Regions from separate parts of the Danio rerio genome. Here region 2 is linked to region 1. Evidence: chromatin contacts called from public HiChIP or PLAC-seq data. All regions are on one chromosome and are shown on one strand. Each heading gives the region's core, a stretch centred on a gene start, on an enhancer-like site or on the middle of the called end of the contact. The rest is flanking DNA. Distances are from core to core; before and after follow the strand shown. Region 1 holds the start of krt5 (keratin 5). Region 2 holds the start of eif4ba (eukaryotic translation initiation factor 4Ba).

What was found. HiChIP or PLAC-seq counts read pairs in DNA pulled down with a chosen protein or histone mark.
Region 2: a contact with region 1 is called in an H3K4me3 HiChIP or PLAC-seq map of gastrula embryo, with 4 times the contacts expected there. The contact joins the promoter of eif4ba here to the promoter of krt5 in region 1. A contact is called at or near these places in 1 of 18 Hi-C or Micro-C datasets (caudal fin) and 1 of 4 datasets of contacts at active chromatin or transcription factors (gastrula embryo).

What each region holds. Positions count from the first base shown.
Region 1 is chr23:10,294,970-10,301,606 of GRCz12tu, reverse strand. It overlaps krt5 (keratin 5), which reads left to right and starts at 4,117. Exons shown (of 9, transcript NM_131156.2): 1 at 4,117-4,708; 2 at 5,819-6,027; 3 at 6,132-6,192; 4 at 6,293-6,388; 5 at 6,482-6,637. The coding sequence starts at 4,205.
Region 2 is chr23:10,512,157-10,518,793 of GRCz12tu, reverse strand. eif4ba (eukaryotic translation initiation factor 4Ba) reads right to left here and starts at 2,723. Exons shown (of 15, transcript NM_001099237.2): 1 at 2,656-2,723. The coding sequence starts at 2,668.

The DNA of each region.
Region 1 (6,637 bases), core at 2,868-5,367:
TCAAGAATTGCGTTATTGACAATTTTGAGCCCCACCTAAATTACAGCTTTCATGTTCAGACAGCGAGGAACACAAACGCAATGACTAACCCATCAACAATTCACTTTTCTTTGTTGCACAGTTTGATGATGCCAGACAAAGCCTGAACTAAGCTGAGGGCACAATGCATGCTTTATAGTTCTGCATGACACTGTAGTACTCCAGTGAGATCTTGAGTAAACCTCGACCCCTTAAAAATGCATGGCGCAACTTTGAGGTTGCAAAGAAAACTCACCACCATATTGTACATTAACCGAAATTAACAGACTGACTGATGGCATGTTTTAGTATACCTGTGATAGATATCTTCAATGGAATATTGTCTAAATCAGTACATAACTGTTAATCAATGAGCAGTTAAACTAGCATACATACAAGTGCTAAAATGATACACATACAAAATATTTATTGTTACATATGAAATAGTAAAGATCAATTCTGTATGCAATACTAACTTTGGTTCGATATATTATTTTCTCAAAATGGTGTTTGGACACACCATTAAGATTGACTATGCTTTTTTTTTACTTTGTTGATTCTGCAAAGCCTACCCAATTCACCCGTACCGCATGTCTTTGGACTGCGGAGGAAACCATTGCACCCGGAGGAAACCCACGCGAATGCAGGGAGAACATGCACACTTCACACAAAAACGTCAACTGAACCAGCCGAGGCTCGAACCAGCGACTTTTTTGCTGTGAGCATTTACAAATTAATATTTAATATCAACTGATTAATGTCATCTTGCTGTATATTGACCATTCAGTAAATAATATAAAAAATAAACTAAAGGAAGGGAATTTTAAAAGCATTTTAATCATCAGCCGTTCCCCAGTAGATTAATAGTTCGAATAATTGGACTGAATGATCAGTGTTCTGCTGTCACAATGGAAATATTGCATACTGGTCAACATTTTGGAAACATCAAGGGCTTTATTTTGACGATCCATGCGCAAAGTGCAAAGCGCAGGGCACAAAAGCATTAAGGGCCTGACAGAATCCACTTTTACTATTTTAAGGACAGAAAAATCCACTTTATCCGGTCTAAAAGGGTGGAGCTTATTTTCTTAATGAGTTATTTGTGTGTTTTGAGAAAAAAAACAATCAGAGTCGTATCTCCCATTCTCTTCAAGAGTCGTATTCTCTTCAAATACATCGCATTTGCTATTTACACAACGGACTTTTTAAGTGGAAAAACTGAGCATTTCACTAGCAAGAAAACAGTTAAACAGAGGATCTACAGCGCAAGAATGAGAGATGAGCCTCCTCATTATTTACTTTCACTCTCGTGGACTTGTACGCACATCCATTAGCCTATAAATAATTAGTTTGTTAAGCGCAAAGATTTGTTTCAAAACTATTTCTAAATTTAGTTCTAATTTCCAGCAAACGAAGAAATGAACAATAATAATGAAGTGTGGTCAATTATATGAGTTATATCTAAACACAAATGCTGTGCCCCATATGGTCTAAAACCTCACAAGTGGGCAAATCTATGCTTGTTTTTAATAAAGCAAATATAATATGCATATAATAAATAATAATAATGCTAATAATAACAACATTATACAAAAGCTAATTGTTATGAATGAAGTGAAAAAGCCCCCCGAGATGAAAAAGGCATGAAATTATGTTTTTTATTTTTAAGTAGGCTAGAAAATAATGTTTTGTAATATTTTAATCCTTTATATTTATATCCTATATATATCCTTATTATATCATATATCCTTAATATTTTAATTCTTTTCAATTTGTAAAGATATTTGCGTATTGCTGTACATCCTGTGTGTATTAAGCAGTGTGTAAGCGAGGCGCACAACTAACGCACTCTGCGCTGGACCGGCTTTGTTCTTTGTTTCAGCTTTGTTCGAACAGTCTATTGTAGTTCCTCAAAATAGCAACGCGCCAGCAATGTGCCTCAACACGCCTCCTTTTTTAGACCAAAACGTCTATTAGCACACATACTGTATGAGCGCTAATGCATTTGCTATTTAAATAGCGTGGTGCAAAACGTCAAAATGACTGTTGCACTGAGCTAAAACTACAATTGCGTCGCGCCTTGCGCCGGGTGTATGATAGGGCCCCAAGAGTTTATTTACTTATTTAAGTGCCTTGGTCCCCAATACTGAATTTACTAGATCAAAATTACAATACAACCTTTATACTTCCAAAAACATTATATGTAAATATAGTTCAAAATATAATTTATTCTTATGATGGCAACGCTAAATTTTTAGCATTGTAGTTTTAAATGTCATGATACTGTAAAAGTCATTTAAATATGGTGGTCTGATGCTCAAAAATCCCTTTTTATTGTATGAGTTGTGCTACTTCAAACTGTATTTTTTATGTAAACGCTCACAAAAAATGTTTGACTGTCAGGAACATTAAAAATCGACAGTAAAAGTCATTAAAAATGTTATTAAACATTTCAGTTCTAATAACTACTGTTTGTGAACAATCTATTCATAGATATTTTAACTGTGCAGCAAATCAACAGTGCCTATTTTTATTTTATATTTGATATAATAATAGCCTAATCACAGATATAATAAAAACCTGGATGAACAGAAGAGACAAAATGTCCTAATGTCTCCAAAACTTTAACAGATGGTTCTGCAAGGGAAATGTTTACAACCATGAAAGCATTTCAAATATTTAATGAGTTTGATCATTAGCAAAGCAAACACGCAAGGTAAATTTCAAACCAGTTTCACGTGATCAACCTGCACATGTTACACTTACCTGTTTTTTTAATCACATACATGGTTTCTGGGTCTTCAAGACCTCTTTTATCTCACAACCTAATCTACATTTTGTAACTTGTACTACTCGATTGGTTGCATTGCATGAATTAAGGGGAAATACTTGGGTGGAACTCATCAACCCCAACATCTGATAGTGTCGCTGTTTTGACCAACAGATTAACAATGGGCTAAACCCGTTTAAGAAAAAAAAAACTGCACAGATGGCCAAAATACCACATAAGCAATGTTTGTTAAAAGTGCGACCCCTCCTAAATTTTTACAGAGAAATATGCCTTATTTTCCTTTTGCTTCCCTGCTAATATGCTAATGCTCTAAAGTAAACAAACCAGACAGAATCTCTTCCTGCTGTACTTGGTCTGATGAACATTTACAAGGCTGAAAGCAGACTCAGATCTGTCCACTTTAGAAGCAAGACTCCAGTTCGAAATCATTTAAACATGATACGGGTGATAGTGACATGCTAACAAAAGCAGCACGCGTTGCTAAATAATGCCACCTAAGGACAGGTACAAAAATAACCACACTGCTCTTGCAGCCATTGCACACTGCTGTGAGCTCTGACACTCACCTTATAAAATTCAAATCTCACACGATAATGAAAACTATGCTGTACACATTCACGTTTGCACAGTGTGTTTTAATAAGATAATAAAAATCTACTTTGCATGCAACTGCGTCAGCCCTCTGGGAACCACAGAACAAGGTGGTGAAGCAGTGTCCGTGACAGAGCCATTGAAGTGAGAGAACAGAAGCTTGATTGTTTGACTGGAAAGAGAAGCCTGTGGGTCACTATGGCTTCCAGGATGAGCGCCAAGTCTCAACATTCAAGCCCTTCATCAAATATTCCCCTATTTAATACTCCTGCATTGCACTTAAAGCAAACTGAGGGCCCCATACCTGCATGAATCATAAAATATTCATGGAGTTGTATGGTTTGCATTTGGAGAATGCCATCTGGTTATGTAAATAAGAGGGGCTTTAAATTACAGAGAACTTGTATATTCTGAGTCGTAGTACATACAAGGGTGTGTGGAGTTTAACCTTGTTTTTCTACTCTGTTTCTCTCTTAATAGCTCTGTTTTATTACGTGAGTATGCATGTGCATCTAAGGCAGGGTGTGGCCTGGCCTCCAATGCTGAACATACTCCCATACCAGCCCAGCAAGATGGGCGTGTGTATCACTTGGACAGGGGAAAAGGCAGGACAGAAGCCTGAGGCAGAAAGGGGATTGGCCAGGTGAGCCCCTCCCATGAGGTAAGAGGTATAAAAGCCACTGCACTGCTTGAAGAGGGCACTCAGAGGGATTTTACTTTCCTCTTAGTGAGCTCTCCTGCTCCAGATCTCTGTCTCATCCTGCTCTTTTTCTGATCCTCACCCCCTCGTAGACGACAGAAGCCATGTCTACTTCCTTCAAAACCTTCACCAGTAGTGGAAGCATGAGCGGCGGCATGGGCGGTGGCATGGGTGGCGGAATTAGGAAGAATTTTTCTAGCATGTCAACCAGCGCAGTACCAATGGGCAGCAGGAGCTCAGTGTCCTTCCGTCGCTCTGGTGGTGGTGGCGGCGGCGGCGGCTTTGGAGCAGGATCTGGAGGAAGCTTCAGCTACAGCATGGGTGGCGGTGGCGGTGGCGGTGGCAGTGGCTTTGGAGGAGGATTCGGCAGTGGTGGAGGATTCGGCGGTGGAGCAGGATTTGGTGGTGGATCAGCGTACGGGGGTGGAGCAGGATTTGGTGGAGGGTTTGGACCAGGCGGTGTGGTACCCATCACAGCTGTCACAGTCAACCAGAACCTTCTAGCCCCACTGAACCTAGAGATCGACCCCAACATCCAAGTTGTCCGCACCCAGGAGAAAGAGCAGATCAAGACCCTCAACAACCGCTTTGCTTCCTTCATTGACAAGGTTAGTTTTTCTTTTCAAACATCTACAGCTCCACAATACAATTGTGACTTTTCCGGTCACTAGCGCACACAGAAATCTCACATTGCAAGATACGATCGGCAGGCATTGCATATGCCATCATTTCCTTTATTAACACTAAACATCAGTCAAGCAGTCTACATCTTAGCGTAGGCTCATGTTGTTTTCTTAGTATGCAATTGTTCTAAGGCAGCGAGGTTGAGTTTGGAAACCCAAGCCAGGTAAGATCCAATGACTGGGCCATTCCAAATAAGGGCATGGATCAAGTTTGCCAACTATCCCTATGGTAGCAGTGAAGTATGGTGTGTGCATGTGTGTGTGAGAGAGAGCATATTCTTAATAATTTACTTAATGCAATAGCCCTAGATGTTCGATTGACTTCATGTATGTCCTAAAAATCACTTCAGTAATTACCTACACAAAGCTAGTTTCCTGTTTGTATTCTTTGACATCTTTGGGGAATTCTCAATGTAACCACACCTAGTAAATTTTGCCCCCCCCCACCCCCTTAGATTTATATCCAGTTCTGTGATTCTGACAAGAGATATGATCAGCAATGATACAGCTCATATATCCCCACTGATGTCATTGATGCTTTGTTTTTTCAATGTGAGTCCTGCAAGTTCAAAGTCATTTTGTGGTTGTGCACAAAATAACTTTGCAAAGGGCGGGTACAGTTAGCACCCTGAGGGTAAGGTGTGCCATTTCATCTCTGTTTAGGCCTGCCACTTGGCACAGTTCTCCTAGGAGCCTCGCCTTTATGCCAGGAGGGAAACATTGTTTTGGGAGCATAAATTGAAGCTTGAAGAGTCTGAACATGTTGTGTGGTGTCATTTGAGGTTTGCGTTTCATTAACAGGGTGTGCCCATGTTAAAAGGACAGTTATTCCATCACAGGAGTACTAGCCAACCAGGCATGACACATAAGCTAATCAATTTTATAGAGACATCCATCATAGGTGTGTCATCTTGAGAGGTGTGATTGATAATTACTGTGGAAGATACATCTTGTTGATTATCAAAGATCCCTCATACCTTATTTTGCTAACTCAACAATTTATTCAAATCCTCCATCTTTTTATCTCCAACACAGGTGCGCTTCCTGGAACAGCAGAACAAAGTACTCGAGACAAAATGGAGTTTATTGCAAGAACAGACCACTACCCGATCCAACATCGATGCCATGTTCGAGGCCTACATCGCCAACCTGCGCAGACAGCTTGACGGACTTGGCAATGAGAAGATGAAGCTAGAAGGAGAGCTGAAGAACATGCAGAACTTGGTGGAGGACTTCAAGAACAAGTAAGCAGCTGTGCTAGAACATGTTTAGAGGCTATGAGCTACATTATGTGTTGGTGGTATAATTTGACAAGCATTTTGCTAAAATGGAAAACTTTTCTTCGCAGATATGAAGATGAAATCAACAAGCGTGCCGCAGTGGAAAATGAATTTGTCCTGCTGAAGAAGGTAAAACCTTCATCTGCTGTGTTGATTTTTATTTAAAATAGTTATTACTTTCACTTTAGTCAAATGAGTCTGTTACTGAGGTCTGTGCATGCCTTCATAGGATGTTGATGCTGCCTACATGAACAAGGTTGAGCTTGAGGCCAAGGTTGACTCCCTTCAAGATGAAATCAACTTCCTTAGGGCCATCTTTGAGGAGGTGAGAGTTTGATGGCGCTATATTACCACTGACATGGAATTTTTTGTTGTCAGCTGTATCTCAATGCCATATTCCTTCACCTTGCCGTTTTAGGAGCTGCGTGAACTCCAGTCACAGATCAAAGACACATCAGTCGTTGTGGAAATGGACAACAGCCGCAACCTGGACATGGATGCCATTGTTGCTGAAGTACGCGCTCAGTATGAAGACATCGCCAACCGCAGCCGTGCTGAGGCCGAGTCCTGGTAC
Region 2 (6,637 bases), core at 1,474-3,973, 220 kb before region 1:
TAGTATCTCCAGCAGAAAATGATGCTCCACATCAAAAGCTGCTGTTCCAAAATATTGTAAATGTTTCTTAAAATAAAATCTATTGTGCTCAAAGGGCAAAAAAAGTTGTTGTATTTACCCAGACATTTAAAAAGAACTTATTTTAGAGCAGTAATCAAAATTCGGTGATACAGTGAAACCGTGATAATTCTATCCAAGGCCCATGCCTTGTTAGAAGTTTCCAGAGCATAATTTTTTTATATGATCTAACCATGTAGCCTTAAAAAACAAAAATAAATAAATAAATAAAATAAACAAATAAAATAATCAATAAAAAAATGTACAATAAATGAAATTTTAATGACAATAAAAATGTCAAAAATGTATTTAATAATAAAACAATAATTAAAATTAATTTTTACATGCACAAAGTTTTTTTTTTTTTACCAAATAAATAAATCCTGACAATACAGACAAACCTGAAAGGGTAAATATAATGAAAATTGGAAACCAAATAAAGGAGAAATAATATAATCATATTTTTTTCCTTAAGTATTATGAAAATAGAGAGAAAAAATTACTTTACATAAAGTAAAAAAATGCCAAACTATAACTCACAATATGGTAGATAACAAAAAGGACAATGCTAAATAAATAAATAAATAAATAAAAGACAACAATACATTAAGATGCATATTCATAAACAGAGGTGTAATATTTAAAACAAATCAGTTAAAGTTGAAATCAGGGATAGAAATGAAAGTAAAAGTTGCGCAGCAATAAAAACAATCGCTTGTCCAGGGATATTGCAGAAGATCAAGTGACTAACAAAGAGATGAGGAATAATGATTGAACCCCCCCCCCCCCCCCTCCTTTTTCCACATGACAATTGGACAACAAATAAAATAAAAAAATAACATAATAATAAAGTTTTTAATTATAAATATTATACATAAGTTTTAAATATATTATGAAAATAAATAAAAATAAAAATGACTTTTTCCATTTACATCAAATAAAATATTATTACAAAATAAATCAGAATATGGCAGATAATAATAAAAGAGAATGATAACTTAAAAATAAAGAATAAAGACAACAATGCAGTAAGATACATATTCATAAAGAGAGGTGTAATTTGGTTAACAAATGAGTTAAAGTTGAAATCAGGAACAGAAACAACAGTAAGAATAGAACAGCAATGAAAACAATCGCTTGTCCCGGGACAGTGCAGAGGTCAAGTCATTTACAAAGAGATGAGGAATAATGAAAATAATAATAATAATGTTCTCTCGTTCTCTCTTTAAATTTTACATTTAAATGTATATTTCACCTCAAAAAACAGCTTGATTAAAACCTTTTGGAAGTTTCCGGAGCATAAATATTCAATTTTTGTATGAACGAACCATGTAGCTTTAAAAAAGAAGAAATTTAATAAATAAATAATAATAATTGTACTAATTTGACAATACAAATGTCAATATAAAATTAATATATTCAATAAAAAACAATAATTAAAATCACATTTACACCCACACAACAAAGCAAAAAATTACTTTACAAAATCGATAAATCCTGTCGATATAGGCAAACCCAAAAGGGTAAATAATAATAATAAACAAAATTGGAAAACAAATAAAATAGAGAAATAATATAATAATATTTTTTCTTAAAATACTATGAAAATAAATTTTAAAAAACTGCATTTACTTAATGTAAAAAAATACCAAAATATAAATCTGAATATGTTAGATAACAATGAAAAGGGAAATGATAAATAAAAATAAAAGAATAAAGACAACATTACACTTAGATACATATTCATAAACAAATGTGTAATTTAGCTAACAAATTAGATGAAATCAGAGATAGAAACAATAGAAAGAGCAGAGTGGCAATAAAAACAATCGCTTGTCCCGGGCCAGTGCAGAAGATCGAGTGTTATGCTGAGCGTTTGCCATGGGACAGTGCAGATCAATGAGTGCAGCGTAGCAATTGCTTAAATCAATACTGATTGAGCACTACGATTGCACTAATACAAGGAATAGGAACCAATGTGCTCCAATATTATTTATTTATGCATGGCTGTGTATTTGTTGAGACAAACGCGGGAAAGTGTTTATGAGTGTATGAAGTTACAGCAGCCCCTCCCTCAACTCTGCGCCTGCGCTTACACAACTACTCACTCGTACATAAGCTTCAGACAATTGTTTATTTCGTTATTGTCTTTTAGAAAACAAGGCAAAGCAACAGTGCATTCATGTGTCAAAAACAAAACAGTTAACGTTACTGTGGAATAAAAACAACAGAGCTGACACACAGACACGGAACATGTTCGCTATGATTCATTTTCGGTTTGACACGCGACTAGAGTAAAACTGAGAGCCGATTAGAAGTATACATCGCTTCCGTGAGGTCTAAATAGAAAGTAAATAAGCTGACTCGTATGTTCTCGTGCATGAACGTACAGCTACTGGTGCAGTTTCTGCGCAGCGTCCCTTCACAACTCAAGATCAAGCTTTAACAATCAGTGCCCTGCGCTAAATCGCCTCCATCTCGGACGGGGTCATGTCGGATATACTTTATCTGCAACTGGGATTAATTTGCCTGACATTAATGACGCGTCACACCCGCAATTTTCCAACCGGCCCATGCACAAATCTATAAAATCCTCACCTGAAGCCGCCATGCTGGAGAAGGAGTGCGTGTCATATGCCCGGATGGGGGCGTGTCTTGCAGCGATACGTCGACGCGTAGACACCACTGCGCATTTAGAATTTTGGGTAATGTATGCTGTATACGTGGTCAAAAGTGTAGAAAGATGAAAAGTTTAACCTAAAATAAAGATTTACTCACAACCAAGTGGTTCCAAACTTTTACAGGCTTACAAAAAATATTTTGAAAAATAGCTTAGCCAACTGGGGAATTGGAAACAAGAAACTCTAGCCTTTCACACTTGGTTAAAATATATCCTGCCTAATCTTTGTTAAGAAAAAAAACTCATTTTCTGTCAAAGATAAGGTTAACAAGTTTTATTGGGATGCTTTATATATTATTTTGAAAGTGAAAAGATTTTGCTTCAATCTAAAAGTACTAAATCAGTAACAATGGTGTTCTGATATAAACTTAAACTTGCTTTTGTGTTCATCACATTGTTATTATTATTATTTTAATTACTTATTTAATTATCTTTTTTAATTTTGTTGCTGTTCTTTCTGTAACTGAGACAGAGTAAATTATTCTGATGTAAAATTATAATATAATATAATATAATAATATGTATTTAGATCATATGAGTTGAAGTGTTTTTTTTTTCTAAACACTTAAAAACTAGTTTCCAACAATCTTCAAAATATCTTTTATTGTGTTCACAAGGAAGACATTCAAATAGATTTGGAACAAGTGAAGGGTGTAATGATAGTAGAAATTTTCTTTTCTTTCTTTTCTTTCTTTTTACACCCTAAAGTGATGTAAGTCATCTGTTTTGTTGTAAGAATTGTCTGTGAAGCTGTCTAATAGTCCATTTAATATGGTTTGACAGACATTCGTGTGGGTTTCCTCTGGGTGCTCCAGTTTCCCCCACAGTCCAAAGACATGCGATACAGATGAATTGGGTAGACTAAATTGTCCATATGAGTGTGAATGAGCATGTACTGTAATTGATATTTACCAGAGATGGGTTGCAGCTGGAAGGGCATCCGTTGCAAGTTGGTGGTCCATTCCGCTGTGGTGACCCCGGATTAATAAAGGGACTAAGTTGAAAAGAAAAAGAATGAATGAATAAATGAATGAATGAATGAATGAATGAATGAATGAATGAATGAATGAATGAATGAATGAATGAATGAATGAATGAATGAATGAATGGTTTGACAGATTCTTTTTGGCAGAATTGAATATGAATAAATCTACCAAACAATACACAGCCAACCATAATTAGAATGCTACTTAAACGCAACTTGATTGCTTCTTAAAATAAACGACAGGTCATTTGTAGTATGGTAAAATGTATAATCATTTAAATAATTTCAATAAGACAGCAATAAATGAATCTAAAGTTAAAACAATTTCAAAGTGAAAACGAATTTTGGTGGACTTTTTTTTGTGCCACTTCAGAAAGCTAAATAAAACAATTTTTATAAGTAAATATCTAAAAACAGAATTATTGTCAGACAGTCATTAAACATTTAATATGTATCTTATCTTAGAAATCATTCTAATAATTGCATGCTACAATGATCAATACTGTATGTGCTGCTACACAATTATCAATTTATGTTTTTTCTTCTTCACGTTTTAAAAAAACTGTGATACTTTTATTTTTCAGAACTATGTTGAATAGAACATTCAGAATAACAGTAATTTTAAATTAAATATTTTATCTATTTATTTACTAGGCGACATGGTGGCACAGTGGGTAGCCACGGTTGAGTCAGTTGGCATTTTCCCCACAGTTCAAAGACATGCAGTATCCCTGCTGAAAAATCCAGCTTAAACCTGCCTAGGCTGGTTGATGGTTTTAGCTGTTCGACCAGGCTGGTTTTAGAGAGGTTTTGGCCACTTCCAGGCTCGTTTCCAGCCATTTCCAGCCTGGTCATAGCTGGTCAGGGTGGGAAATAACCAGCTAAAACCAGCTTGAACAGCCTAGCCAAGCTGGGAGTCCAGCCAAAACCAGCTATATCCAGCTTAAACCAGGCTGGTCAAACTGGTTTTAGCTGGATTTGGCTGGTCATTTTCCAGCCTGACCAGCTAAGACCAGGCTGGAAATGGCTGGAAACCAGCCTGGAAATGGCCAAAACCCCTCTAAAACCAGGCTGGTCAACCAGCTAAAACCAGCCAACCAGCCTGGATTTTTCAGCAGGGTAGGTAAACTGAATGAGCTAAATTGGCTGTGAGTGTGTGGGTGTTTCCCAGTGCTGGGTTGCAGCTGGAAGGGCATCCTGTGCATAATGACATATGCTGGATAAGTTGGTGGTTCATTCTGCTGTGGCGACCCCTGATTAATAAAGGGACTAAGGCGAAAAGAGAATGAATATTTATTTATGTTCAATATTGATTATGTGTCCTTCCCAGCATTGAGTGTTCACAAGTCAAGAACTCTCACTGCAGGTCATTTCTTTTTAATCTTCTGCTTATTCTGGATGCTGAACCTATTTAAAAACGTAAATAAATAGCGTCAGCTCACAGCATACAATTGAAACTTAAGTTTGCTCCTGCGCATGCGTCAATACGTAATACTATTTTCTGGGCCTGAATGATAATTATTGTGTTCGATTTTCTTGCACAAATAACGCTTCGTAAGTGTAGTATCATTAGCCATCATGCTATTGCTGTTTAGTTTGTGTGCGTTTTATGCTTGTTTGTTCGTTTGATTGATTTCTTTACCCTTTAACTGCTTTGTGTGAATCGCGAGGCCCAACGTTTCGGCTAAAAAATTCTCAATGTTTTGCTGAGCAGAAAAATATGGCCCGAGGGTAAGTAAATCAAGTAGAGCAACGTTTAATTTGTGGGTGAATTATTCTTTTAGACAAAATTTTTAAAGTGTAATCAATAGTATCATAAAATAATATAGGCTATTATATACACAACTGACAGTCAATCGTACAACATTCAGGTGTCATGTAACAATCGCAGGTCAATAGCCAAGGGTGATTCGATTCATTCAAAAGACCCAAATCTTGAAAAAAAAGACCAATGAAAAGGTGTAAAGCACCAAAATGCGGCCCATATTAAAGTTAATTTTAATACTAATTAGGTTTAGTTGTTATCCATTAATTTTTAAATGTACATTATTATTGTTATTTTTATTTTTTATGTTTTATTATTTTTTATTCAAATGGCCAAATTCTGACTGAGGAAATTTTAATGTGCTGGCCAGTTTGTTATTTGTCTAATAAATGACAATAGGCTACAATTTTTTCTATTGATATATAATGTAATCATTTTTGTTTATGTTTCTTGATTCTAAAAATAGAATAAAATAGAAGGAAATGTTTTTGGTATCATCAAGTGGTTTTGATGGTTATCCGACAAGCTAATTCAGCTAAAAGTAGTGCTTAAAATGTCACTGAATGGAGTATTTAAACTTCTTAATTAAATAGAAAATGATGCGAATAACTGCAAAAACGTCCACTTTTTGAGAAAAAAAGAAACACCTCTTTCACCAGGCTGGCTACAGTCCTGCAATAATACAAAAGTTATTCATTGGTAGAGAAAGTATTTATATAAAGGAGAAAGTGTGTGAAATACTTTGTTAGTCAAATGTTAGTTAAATGTTTCTGTTTAGCGGGTAAAATGTAATCAAATAATCCATAGACTATCAATGGATATGAAAATATATTGACGACATAATTTCTAAAGTTCTAAACAAAGTTTAATTTATCACGTCACATAAAATTTCACATTAGGCCTGTGTCTGCATAAACACAAGGTGGCAGTGTTGTCATTGACAAAAGTAAATAGTGAACCCACGCTGAAAAATTTAATTTGTCCTTTCCGGAAAGCTGATACTAAATCAAACATGACGCACGCAGTTTCATGGTTGAAGTGTAAACCAGATGCTCAAGTGAGTCAAGCAGTCAGTAAGTGTGTGTTGAATATGTCAGGACACCAAAAATCACTTTCTCATAGTTTCACATAGCTACTGCAGTCAAAAGTC